Regions from separate parts of the Mus musculus genome. Here region 1 is linked to region 2. A link is a contact called in public promoter capture Hi-C data. All regions are on one chromosome and are shown on one strand. The core of a region is the stretch at or near the end of the contact, and the rest is flanking DNA. Distances in the headings are between cores, read along the strand shown. Region 1 holds the start of Ugt2b38 (UDP glucuronosyltransferase 2 family, polypeptide B38). Region 2 holds the start of Ugt2b1 (UDP glucuronosyltransferase 2 family, polypeptide B1).

The links. Promoter capture Hi-C pulls out the DNA fragments that hold promoters and counts their contacts.
Region 1: a promoter capture Hi-C map of liver shows a contact between it and region 2, with 4 times the contacts expected there. The contact joins the promoter of Ugt2b38 here to the promoter of Ugt2b1 in region 2. A contact is called at or near these places in 2 of 39 promoter capture datasets (hippocampal neurons and liver).

Annotation. Positions count from the first base shown.
Region 1 is chr5:87,422,348-87,428,740 of GRCm38.p6, forward strand. It overlaps Ugt2b38 (UDP glucuronosyltransferase 2 family, polypeptide B38), which reads right to left and starts at 1,856. Exons shown (of 6, transcript NM_133894.2): 1 at 1,101-1,856. The coding sequence starts at 1,824.
Region 2 is chr5:86,922,713-86,929,433 of GRCm38.p6, forward strand. It overlaps Ugt2b1 (UDP glucuronosyltransferase 2 family, polypeptide B1), which reads right to left and starts at 3,791. Exons shown (of 6, transcript NM_152811.1): 1 at 3,063-3,791; 2 at 1,836-1,984. The coding sequence starts at 3,786. It overlaps Gm24121 (a small nuclear RNA gene), which reads right to left and starts at 6,296; the gene lies at 6,191-6,296.

The DNA of each region.
Region 1 (6,393 bases), core at 606-3,105, 500 kb after region 2:
GCAGCACACATTTTTTTCTTCTCCAAATCTTCAAAAAAAAAAAAAAAAAAAAAACCAAAACTATGTAAATACAAACACACATTCCATGACCAAAACTCTCACCACCCTGAGTACCCTGACCAGAATTCCAAGGATCATGATAGTTTATAGCTATTTTCATTCCTTTCAGGGAGCTGTAAAGTTTATAAATGATTGAATTTGTGGTTAATGCTTCTATTATTTTTTATATTGAGTTATTTAATAGTACTTATACTATAAAGCAATCTCGATACATTCAGAATTATGAGAATAGAAATTTTTTGGCTAGTCTTACATGTGGTACATTTTTAAGAGCAAAAAGGTGACTTCAAAAAAGCACAGCATATGTGTCGATGCCTTTGTAAAATTTAGGCATTTGCAATTGAATTTAGGAAATGGCCCAATAAGCAAATGTGGGACTGGTAGAAATATCTGTTCCACTTTTAAACTTTGGAAATAATATAATGGTTTTCAAGATAAGGGGGATTTTTAAATGATAAACAAAGAAAATATTTTGTTTTATCTTTACATTTATATGTATGTGTATCTGCACAAGTATATATTGTTTATGCCAGTGTCTGTGGAGATGATAAATGGCAGCAGTTTCCTTGAAGCTGAAGATACAGGCAATTTTGAGCCACTGTACATGAGTGGTGCCTGGAAGAGTGCTCTGGTACTATACTATACAGAAACAATCTTAACTCTTTGGGCATGTTTTCTGACCCTACATTTTCATTTTAAATAAAGACCCAGGCCGAGGCAAGAGAAAATAACTCCTTCCATATATATATATTATAAAATATGTCATTAAATGAGTAAAGAATCACTTAGGGACCATCTAATTTCATCTCTATGTAATTGTATAGCTAACCAAAATGTCTTCTATCAGCACTGATACCGATACCTTCTCCTATTTGATCAAATATATGAGTTTTTACAAGAGCTTGTGAGTTTGATAGTTTATATCATTATACATTTGATCACTTATAAAAGACTCTTACACTTTCTATTTCATGGACATAAAGATTTCCATACTTGTGAAACTTAGGTATTCAAGCAACTTAGAAAAAAATTTAACTTACCCAAATATTCACTGTAAAATGAGTCCCATTTCTTATCATTAAACATCTGGAACCAAAAGTCAAAATAAAGCCTGCATATCATATTTTTTACTCTCTCTATGAATGTCATTTGTCCACCTAATCCTGACAGAATTACAGGTACATAAGAGGGAGGGAGTAGAAATCTCCCGCTGGACTTTTCAATTTGGTAGCCTGGAGAGAAGCGGATACTGTACAGAAAAGGAATCTGGAGCAGTTCAGCTATGAGCTCCCCACAGGAAGCAACAGGATCTGACAAAAGCACATCAAACTTGGATTCCTGTAGCTTTGTCATGAGCTCTTTGTTTGAAACAACATCTTTACAAAGACTTAGAAAATAATCAGAAAATTCATCAATCATATTTTGCAGTAAAGGAGAATATGACAAACATGTATCCCTTGGCATTTCATAAGTCCACACATCCACAAACTTAATGAAAAAATTTTCCAGATTGTCTTTACTGACAGATGTAGGAAAAGTTTCAAACTTAAGGCCAGGTGATTTTTTGGGATCAAGAACATAGTAAGCTGAAGGTCTCAGAACAGTGACTTCATGGCCTCTCTGTACCAGTTCATCCAGTATTATTTTTATGTTCATCCAATGACTGAATTCCATCGGCCACACCAACACTTTCCCACATTTCACAGATCTGAAGCAGCAACTTATCTGCAGCAGCAGCAGAGCAGAAATCCACTTTCCAGGCATCCTGAAAATCAAAATCCTTCTCTTCACAGTCCATTTACTTTTGTCACTGCTTGACCTTTTATCCAAGAAGCTTCAGCCCAGAGGTTAAACTATAACTTGCATTTCCCAGAGCTGATAATTAAATGACCAGAACTATGGTGATGGGAAAATAATTGAAGAATGATTTCAATTAATCCCTGTTTACATGAGAGTGATTCATGTCTCTTATGATGGCATGTTTTCAAATAGCCAAGAAATAATGATGTCATGTTCAATTATTAATGGTACGTAGATATTAAAATATTCTAAAATGTCTCATAAAACTAGTGACCTCATAATATGGCTGGTCTCTGAATTCTCCTCTATATGACCTTGAAAACATATTAATTTACATAGTTAAATGTCATGATGATTCTTCCCTTTCCTTTAATGTGACCAATTATTCTGATTCAATCATGGACTGTTCTAATAATCAATCCAATATTAGAAATAACAGTCTTCATTTAAAAGGCTGGTTCTAGACATTTTAAGAGACATATGGACCTGGAGGGCATCATCTTGAGTGAGGTAACCCAATCACAAAATATGTACTCACTGATAAGTGGATATTAGCCCAGAAACCTAGAATACACAAGATAGAAGATACAATTTGCAAAACACATGAAACTCAAGAAGAACGAAGACCAAGGTGTGGACACTTTGTCCCTTCTTAGAATTGGGAACAAAACATCCATGGAAGGAGTTACATAGACAAAATTTGGAGCTGAGTCAAAAGGATGGTCCATCTAGAGACTGCCATATCCGAGGATCCATCCCATAATCAGCTTCCAAACGCTGACACCATTGCATACACTAGCAAGATTTTGCTGAAAGGACCTAGACATAGCTGTCTCTTGTGAGACTATGCTGGGGCCTAGCAAACACAGAAGTGGATGCTCACAGTCAGCTATTGGATGGATCACAGGGCCCCCAATGGGGGAGCTAGAGAAAGTAAGCAAGGACCTAAAGGGATCTGCAACCCTATAAGTGGAACAACAATATGAACTAATCAGTACCCCCCGGAGCTCATGTCTCTAGCTGCATATATATCAGAAGATGGCCTAGTCGGCCATCAGTGGAAAGAGAGGCCCATTGGTCAGTCGTGCAAACTTTATATGTCTCAGTACAGGGGAATGCCAGGGCCAAGAAGTGGGAGTGGGAGGGTGGGGGAGTGGGTCAGGGAGCGTGTGGGGGACTTTTGGGATAGCATTGGAAATGTAACTGAAATAAATACCTAATTTAAAAAAATACCTTATATTGAGTTCAGTATATATTCTTGCTTGCTATTATAATTGACATTATTTTATTAATTGTTGTGTTTCCATTTATCTTTAGAGATCTTCTGAGATAGAGGTGGAACATTCTGAAATTTCATCTAAAAAGTATAAAGAGGGCAAATGCCACACCCACTCCAGTGAAGACTGCATGGCAGCCCCAAGGCAAAAAAGTTTCACTGAAACTTAGTCTCCTGTAGCCTTGGCATCCTGTAACATGAATGCTCCAAACTTGTCCTTTCATTAGTAAGTGAATAGATCTATGTGCTTTCTTTCAGTATTATTTTATTATAGGTACCTCCGAGAAATAATTTGTCAAATACCTAAGCTAGACTGAACTTTGCTTCCTGGCCTTCACCAATTTCCTAGGATTCTTGGAGCCAATTCCAAGTCCTGGGCTTGGAATTTCGTAAGAATGATACTCATTTAGACGAAATGCCCCAGTGTTGGCAATTAGGAATCAGGCATCTCACAGTTTGCCAGATAGGAGTTAGTAATCTCAGGGCTAGTCAAAATAGTAAACTTAGAATTCTCCCTACAGTCAGGTATGGCAGACTACATTGCATGCTAAAAGAAAATTAGTGAGTTCTTCTGACCAATGGGTATTCCCTACAGACACTTAAAAGAGCAGCCAAGTTACTCCCATATGCAAGAATTTACAATGACCTAGGAAGAAGGAGGGTTGTGGTTTAAAGAGGAAATACACAGTATTGCATTATTCATAAAAAGGTCAGCAAGAGCAGAGTCCCCCTGGTGCAAACTATCACAAAGATCAGAGGAATAGCATAAATTGTGGCTAGGGTGTGAAATCCTCACCTGGCTCCTGTCAATAGCTGACTTTTGATAGGGTTGATCTTATCTCAATTGTAAACACTGCATGTTTCCTTGCAGTCTTTTTTTATGCAGTCTCTGTTTTGTCTCAGATAACTTCAATGTACCTTGGCTTATGTGTCACCTAACTTCTTTGTTTTCTTCTGTAATATAAATCTGATGCTCACTTTGAGACATTACATTCAGATCAACAGTCCTCCCCTGTGTTTGTGTCTGTTTGTCATCCTGACTGCTTGTCCATCTGATTACTGAAATCCTGGTTTCCCATAAGTTGAGAGACTAACTGAATCTAGTCCACAGCACATAATGAATGAAAAATGTTTGTATCTCTGTTGATTCATGTAATCATGTAATCCAATTCAGCAATATAAGTGTATGACAAGTATTTTGTGGTATACTTGCAGTAAACCATAAACAACCTGATGACAAGTCTGTAAGAATTTCATGAGACATTTCATTCAGTTCTCCCTTCAGCAAAGTCATAAAACCTCGAAAATTAAAACAGATATTTCATTGGCCCCTTCTCTAAAGTACCAAAGCATAAAGGGATATGTTGAGATTGCACAACATTGATGTGGTGGCTAGAATTCTCTGAACACTGAAGAACTCTTGCACATACAAATCCCAGAGGTAATGACTGTATGCTCAAAACTTGCCCAAGATTGCAGATCATAGCCCATAGAGACACTAGAATTCCCATCCCTACTTGAGGAGTTACTGACAGGTGATTGCTACTATGGATGAAGTCAGGAGCTTCAGAATAAGAAATCTAGCCATTACTCGGGAGATGGCTTTATACTATTGTGGTAAATATTTAACGGGGAATTTCTACCTATCCTTGATCATTCAGTTGCTAACTAAAAGATACAAAGCCTTTATAAATAAAATTAATCTTAACAGTACTAGAGCTGGGCATATATCAACCCTCTTTGCTATTTTATCTACATCTCTGTCAATAACCCTGAGTTATAACTTGGAAATTTCCATTTGGGCTTCTTCTCTTCACACTGGTCAGTCTTCATTGTCATTTTTTCATGGTTCAACTACCCCATAACATCTTCGGTTCTCCTCTCCTCTCTCTCCTCTCCTCTCCTCTCCTCTCCTCTCCTCTCCTCTCCTCTCCTCTCCTCTCCTCTCCTCTCCTCTCCTCTCCGGACTCCTCCTCCCCCACCACTACCTCCTCCTCCTCCTCCTCCTCCTCCTCCTCCTCCTCCTCCTCCTCCTCCTCCTCTTCCTCCTCCTCATGGTCTTTGCTTCAGACCTAAGACTGTGTACTGAATTTATGCTTACCTTTTCTGCCCAGCAGTAGGCATCTTTATTGATGAATCCGGAATAACTTGTGATGCAGGGTAAAGTTACATAGCATCACTTGTTATATGTGAGGAACTCCTTGTGCCTGGGAGCAAGCAGACCTTGGGGTCTACTATTTAGTATTACAATACAAAGCAACAGAACAAAACTTAACATTATTCCTAGCCACATTCTGGCAAGACTAAGTGGACTCAATTTGGTTTTAAAAATACATATCAAATTGGGAATAAAAAGTGGTGGGGTGTAGCAGGAAAAATGGTGGGCAAGAGAGAGTTGGTGATTTGATGAAAATATGTTATAGGTATATCTAATTCTGTACAATAAAATAATTGTCTTTTAAAAGGAAATTGAGCACAAGGCAGCTACAATCTTGACTCAGAAAACAGATAAGAATGAACAGGAGCTTAACCTGGCATGTCAGAGTATGCAGGGACTCAGTAGCTTCTTGTCACACCCTGTAGGAGAAGACCTTATCTTTCAGAGTCTACATGACTAGTTTGGTGGGATTCACAGTTAGCACACTACTACATTTTACCAGAGGGAAAAAATAACCAACTCATATCTTTCCCTCTATCACCTGACCCTCCTGCATAAATCAGGAGATGTCTTGTAAAGTAGCTGACCAACTTTCCCATGGCTCCTGTATCTTAGATCACTCTACCCTAACATCCTATTTTCTTGCCATGTGTACATTCACAACAGTGAGAAGCATATGGCAAATCACTCTATGTGTTTCATTCAGTAGAATCATTTGGAAGATAACTTAATGAATATGCCCTCTCCTGTTACCAATATATCATCCATCGAATAAATTTAAAAAGTCATTATGATAAAGGCCTTATCTGTTATTCCTCATCTTCTGGGAAAAAAAACAAATTATCTTCTTTGGAAATTCTTGCATAAGCAGAGCCCTGTTATTATCTCTATAATGCTCTAGTGTTTTTTAATTAATTAAAGCTAACAATTAAAAAGTATCGATAACACATTTTTACATGTAATATCAATACAGTTGGCCTATGGATCGATCATGACATAGTGATGCAAAATTTATGAAATAACAAGAGGACATTTTTCTCTAAAGGAACAAGAAACAGTCTACTAACAGACAGATAAGTGTAAAACTGATGTATTTCCT
Region 2 (6,721 bases), core at 2,541-5,040:
GTTCATTTCTTTGATTTTCTTTTTTGTGGTTTCTTTGAGAGAAATGAGAAGGACGAGCAGCAAAGGAGGGAATAGAAAAGAAGAAGAAATGTAGGGAAGGAGAGATAGAGGGAGATGAGGGATAGAGAAGAACTCTAAGAGGGGGACCACGATGTAGGCAACATTTGGGGCATAAATAAATTAATTAATTGAAAAAATTATGTATTCTCACATTGAAAAAAAAGAAATTATCTTTAGTACATTCTAAATAAAAGTAATGTGTTTCTACTACATAAAAATAGGGAAAAAAGAAGAGAAACTCCATGACATAGAATAAAAAGCAGTAATGTATTGAATAACCACAGTAGCATTGGGAGTAATTTGGGAATTGAAAAATAGGAGTACCTTATAGTAAAAGCTTATGAAGAACAAAAAAATCTATCAAAATGAAGAGACTCTCTAAAGAGTTGTGTAATATTCATAAATTTTTAAGAGAGTATGCTAATTAAAAAAACAAACTAACATCAGAAGAAATAAGAATTCAATTAACTTAGGCAAATGATCCAAAGTAGTTGTTCCCTCAGATTTAAATAGCTTACAATTATCTGAAAATCTTTCAATAATGTCAGCTATTAAAAAAATAAATTCAAAATATATCAATATTCCATCATAATCCACTTATCATGAATGTCACAAAAATGTATGTACTATAAAAATGCTCCTACAGATAATATGGAAATTGAACATTTATGCATTTATCATATTTGGAAATGTAAAATTAGATAAAATACATAAATAAGCGTCTTGATATAAATAACATTAATGTGTTACATACAGTTAACCTATGCCACTCTTTGGTGATATCTGAAGGAAATAATTGCAAGTGAAAAATCTACATAATAATGTTTATTACATCATTATTCAAAATTCCCCTATATAGGATTAGCTTAGATATTCTTCAAGTGATCAATGTGTATCAAAGTGTTGGTAAATATACATAATTGTGTTTTACTCAGATAGAAAAATGTTATTATTATTAAATAATTTAGGAAAATAGCTATTGTTTAGAGGACAGGAGATTAATCAATAAGCCAGAAACAGAAAGATAAGTGTTGTTTTCTTTTGCATGTGGAAACTACAAAGACAAAAAATAAATCCCTGCAGAACCTAAGGGTAGAAAGACTCCAAGGAAGTGGAAAGGTTAAAAGAGAGCCATGTGTGGAACATGCATACATGAAGCTGTCCAAAAACTCCTGCCTGCCATGTCATCGTCCTGCTTATCTAAGTCTGTCATTCTTTCAATGGTTGTTTCAATTTTCTATTTTTCCTCTCTTCTTTTCATTCATTAATCTAACCCTGTACATTGGCTAGGTCATTGTAACTTCACAAGGATTCTAGGACATTACATCTCATCTCTGTTGGATATATCTTCAACTTATCTGTTTATCTAATATAACAATGTATAACGTTTGTCACAGTGTATATAACATCTCTTCATCACTATAATGTTTCCAAGTAGAATACAATTTCTATTTAGTGAAGATATTGATTCTTTATTTCTTTAGCTGTTCAACACGTCTCTGGCATTTACTATATGTTCTTGAAGAGAGCATAAATTCTCTTTTATGAGTTACCTAAACACCTTTAAATCACTGACCACATTCTAAAGTGGTATAATACTTTGCTTAAGAGTAAGAAGATTCAGAGATGTAAGGAAATAATGTATATCTTAATTGTCAGAGAGTTCTAATCCACTTGATATATGTTTCATAAAACCAAACATCTGGAAATAGTGGTTAAGAATTGTTTCCATGAAAAGGAAAAACAGTTTACCAAGGGAAACAATGTAGAGTTACCTTAGGCAGTGGTTTGGCTGGTTTACAATGGAGTCCTCCAACAAAGTCAAAATTAGGCAAGAAAGGGTGAGGAAATTTCAAGTCCCAGAAGGTTCGAACGAGCCATATGTCTGCCTTCCCCATCATCTCAGTTAATGTTGTAGGTCTCCCTGCACCCCAAAACCAAAAACAAATACACTATGGTGAAAGGAGTTTGTCTGGAATAAAGCATGTGATTTCTGCAATGAGTTGAGGTCATGTAGACAAGCAATTTAAAATGTTCCAGTTATGATTTATGATATAATTGTATTAACATAAATATTGTGTGAAAATTACATTGATTTCCAACGTTGCACCAATAAATTTGAAATTTTGCTCTTGCAAAGGTGCTTGAAAATGCTTAGAAACACAGCTTTTGTAGAATATTTAGTCTATTTTACACATTTTAGTAGCTATGCTTTTGGTTTCTGATTCTTGAAATGCAATGTGATAATTGGTAAGGAATGACTAATTTTCTTTTATCCCTGCTGTACTATGTCCGTTACAGGAGACTAGTATCACTAACTTAGTTGTATATCTCAAAGTTATAGCTGGGTATTTGTATAAGCAGTTAATATTTAAACTGTTTCTCCTAATAAATTAGGTAATATTTTATTTAATGAAAAGGTATTTTGAAAATAATAAAAACCTATGCATTTCTATCAAGATTTAAGGCTTTAAGATTAAGTTTTATAGATATGATCCAACTCAAATTCTAAGAAAATCAAGTTGCCTTGACTGTTTCTGGTTCTAGTGGTACAATTTAATTGTGAATAAGCTTTCAGGACATTCTTGATAAATGTTTTAATTTCTAAGTGAGTAAATGTCTTAAGGAAATGTGTTTTCTTCAGTGCTACACAAATAGTTGTGGTAATGAATTATGACTCTGTAGTGTTCTCATTTACAGATATTAAAGCACTCAATGAAACCTGGAGTTTCTTATACTTAGACAATGTAGAGCAGATCAAATGATCACCAAGAGAAATCTTCCTTGTCTAATTTTGCATGGTTAGTAATTTCTGAAGTGTTCTGTATAATTACTCTGCAGTATTTTGCCTTGCTAAGAGCCTATTTGATTCTCTTCTATTTTTACTCTATCAGCTCACAATTAAGAATCTCATTCTATGCCTTTATATTCACCTATACACATTCTCATTCAAAAAAACATCAAGTCAGGATTTCACAGTAACAATGAAAGGCACAGTTTACCTAGAACATCACTGTAAAACTGATTCCAGGATTTCTCGTTAAATGTTTGAAACCAAAAGTCAAAAAGCAACACCTGCAACATATTCTTCACCCTTTCTGCAAATGTCATGTGGTCACTTAGTTCTGACAGAACCACAGGCACATAGGAAGGGGGGAGTGGAAGGCCCCCACTGTACTTTTCACATTTGTATCCAGGACAGAAGCGGAGACTGTATACTAAAGGTGTCTTAAGCAGTTCTGATAGCAGCTCACCACAGGGAACCAAGGCATCTGCTAGAACGACATCAAACTTAGATCCTTGGAGTTTTTTCATGAGGCTCTTGTTCCAAACTACTGCTTTGCAGAAACTTTCAATCATGTCTGAATATTCACTGGAGATTTTTTGCAGTTTTGAATAAGATGTCCAAAATGGAAGTTTTTTTAATTCGTATGTCCAGTTTCCTACCCATTTTTCAAAAGCATATTCAAGATCATCTTTACTCAAAGGTGCAGAATAAATTTCAAAATTAATAGAAGATTCATTGCTCGGCCCAATGAGGATGGAAGCAGAAGATATGAGAACGGTGACGTCATGACCTCTCTGGACAAGTTCATCCAGGATTATTTTCATATTTATCCAATGGCTGTATTCTGTAGGCCACACCAGCACTTTCCCACAGGCTCCAGGTCTAATATAGCATATGAACTGTATCAACAGAAAAACTGAAGCCTGTTTCATAGACATCTTGCTGAAAGAGAATGTTTTTGATATTTGTCATTCTTCACAGTTTTTTTCTGCTTTTATGTAAGTTCTGTCAATCAAGAAGTTAACATATAACTTCTAACCACATCACTGACTAGATGAGTCTGATGGTGTAACATTCTAAGTAAATACACACATGGAACATGAGCTCAAGGTTCACGAAGTTTGTCTTTTTTGTCCCTGATAGTATTGAGCTACAATTGATTCACTTCTTTTTCTTTTCTTTTTCAATATTATTTTCCCATTCAAAGGTGGAACGAAGTATCAACACTTTGGTATTCCTTCTTCTTGAGTTGCATGGGTTTTGCAAATTGTATCTTGGGTATTCTTAGTTTCTGGGTTAATATTCACTCACCAGTGAGTACATATCATGTTAAGTTCTTTTGTGGTTGGGTTACGTCACTCAGGATGATACCTTCCAGATCCATCCATTTACCTAAATTTCATAAATTCATTGTTTTTAATAGCTGAGTAGTACTCCATTGTGTAAATGTACCACATTTTCTGTATCCATTCCTCTGTTGAGGGACATCTGGGTTGTTTCCAGTTTCTGGCTATTATTAATAAGGCTGCTATGAATATAGTGGAGCATGTTCCTTATTACCAGTTGGAAAATCTTCTGGATATATGCCCAGGAGAGGTATTGCAGGATCTTCCAGTAGTACTATGTCCAATTTTCTAAGGAATCGCCAGACTGATTTCCAGAGTGGTTGTACAAGCTTGCAACCCCACCAGCAATTGAGGAGTGTTCCTCTTTCTCCACATCCTCGCCAGCATCTGTGTACCTTATAGCCTAATGAATTTTTGATCTTAGCCATTCTGACTGGGGTGAGGTGGAATCTCAGGGTTGTTTTGATTTGCATTTCCCTGATGATTAAGGATGTTGAACATTTTTCAGGTGCTTCTCAGCCATTCGGTATTCCTTAGCTGGGAATTCTTTGTTTAGTTCTGAGCCCCATTTTTTTAATGGGGTTATTTGATTTTCTGGAGTTTATCTTCTTGAGTTCTTTATATATATTGAATATTAGTCCCCTACCTGATTTAGGATTGGTAAAGATCCTTTCCCAATCTGTTGGTGGCCTTTTTGTCTTATTGACAGTGTCCTTTGCCTTACAAAAGCTTTGCAATTTTATGAGGTCCCATTTGTTCATTCTCGATCTTACAGCACAAGCCATTGCTGTTCTATTCAGGAATTTTTCCCCTGTGCCCATATCTTCGCAGTTTTTCCTCACTTTCTCCTCTATATGTTTCAGTGTCTCTGGTTTTATGTGAAGTTCCTTGATCCACTTAGACTTGACCTTAGTACAAGAAGATAAGAATGGATCAATTCCATTCTTCTACATGATAACCGCCAGTTGTGCCCGCACCGTTTGTTGAAAATGCTGTCTTTTTTCCACTGGATGGTTTTAGCTCCCTTGTCAAAGATCAAGTGACCATAGGTGTGTGGGTTCATTTCTGAGTCTTCAATTTTATTCTATTGGTCTACCTGTCTGTCGCTATACCAGTATCATGCAGTGTTTTTTTTTTTGTTTGTTTGTTTTGTTTTGTTTTGTTTTATCACAATTGTTCTGTAGTACAGCTTTACGTCAGGCATGGTGATTCCACCAGAGGTTCTTTTATCCTTGAGAAGAGTTTTATGCTATCCTAGTTTTTTTTTTGTTATTCCAGATGAATTTTCAAATTGCCCTTTCTAACTCGTTGAAGAATTGAGTTGGCATTTTGATGGCATTGCATTGAACCTGTAGATTGCTTTTGGCAAGATAGCCATTTTACTATATTGATCCTGTCAATCCATGAGCATGGGAGATCTTTCCATATTCTGAGATCTTCTTTGATTTCTTTCTTCAGAGACTCGAAGTTCTTATCATACAGATCTTTTACTTCCTTAGTTAGAGTCAAGCTAAGGTATTTTATATTATTTGTGACTATTGTGAAGGGTGTTATTTCCCTAATTTCATTCTCAGCCTGTTTATCCTTTGTGTAGAGGGAGGCCATTGACTTGTTTGAGTTAATTTTTTATCCAGCTACTTCACTGAAGCTGTTTATCAGGATTAGGAGTTCTCTGGTGGAATGTTTAGGTCACTTATATATACTATTTTATCATATGCAAATAGTGATATTTTGACTTTTTCCTTTCCAATTTTTATCCCCTTAACCTCCTTTTGTTGTCGAATTGCTCTGGCTAGGACTTCAAGTACTATATTGAATAGGTAGGGAGAAAGTGGGCAGTCTTGTCTAGTCCCTGATTTTAGTGGAATTGCTTCCAGCTTCTCACCATTTAGTTTGATGTTGGCAACTGATTTGCTGGAGATTGATTTTATTATGTTTAGGTACGGGCCTTGAATTCCTGATCTTTCCAAGACTTTTATCATGAATGGGTGTTGAAAAAAATATGGAATGCTTCTGAATTTGTGTGTCATCCTTGTGCAGGGGCTATGCTAATCTTCTCTGTATCGTTCCAATTTTAGTATATGTGCTGCTGAAGCAAGCACCAATTGATTCACTTCTTACAAGCAAGTATTGTGCCTTTCATAAAAATTGAATATTTTCTTTATTTATGTTTCAAATGTTTTCTGCTTTTCAGGTCTCCCCTCTGGAGACCCCATATACCATCCCCTCTCCCTCTGCCTATATGATGGTGCTCCCCGACCCACCCACCCACTCACATTTTTTCTGCCCCAGTTCTGGCATTTCGGTACACTGGGGCATTGAACACCCTCAGTCACAATGGCCTCTCCTCCTGACCATGACCAACAAGGCTATCCTCTTTAACATATGCGGCCATTGCCATGGGTTCCTCCATGTGTATCTTTTGGTTTGTGGTCCAGTGCACAGGAGCTACTGGGATCTGGCCTGTTGACACTGCTGCCCTCTCCATGGGGCTTCAACCCCCCTAAGCTTCAGTAGTCCTTTCTCC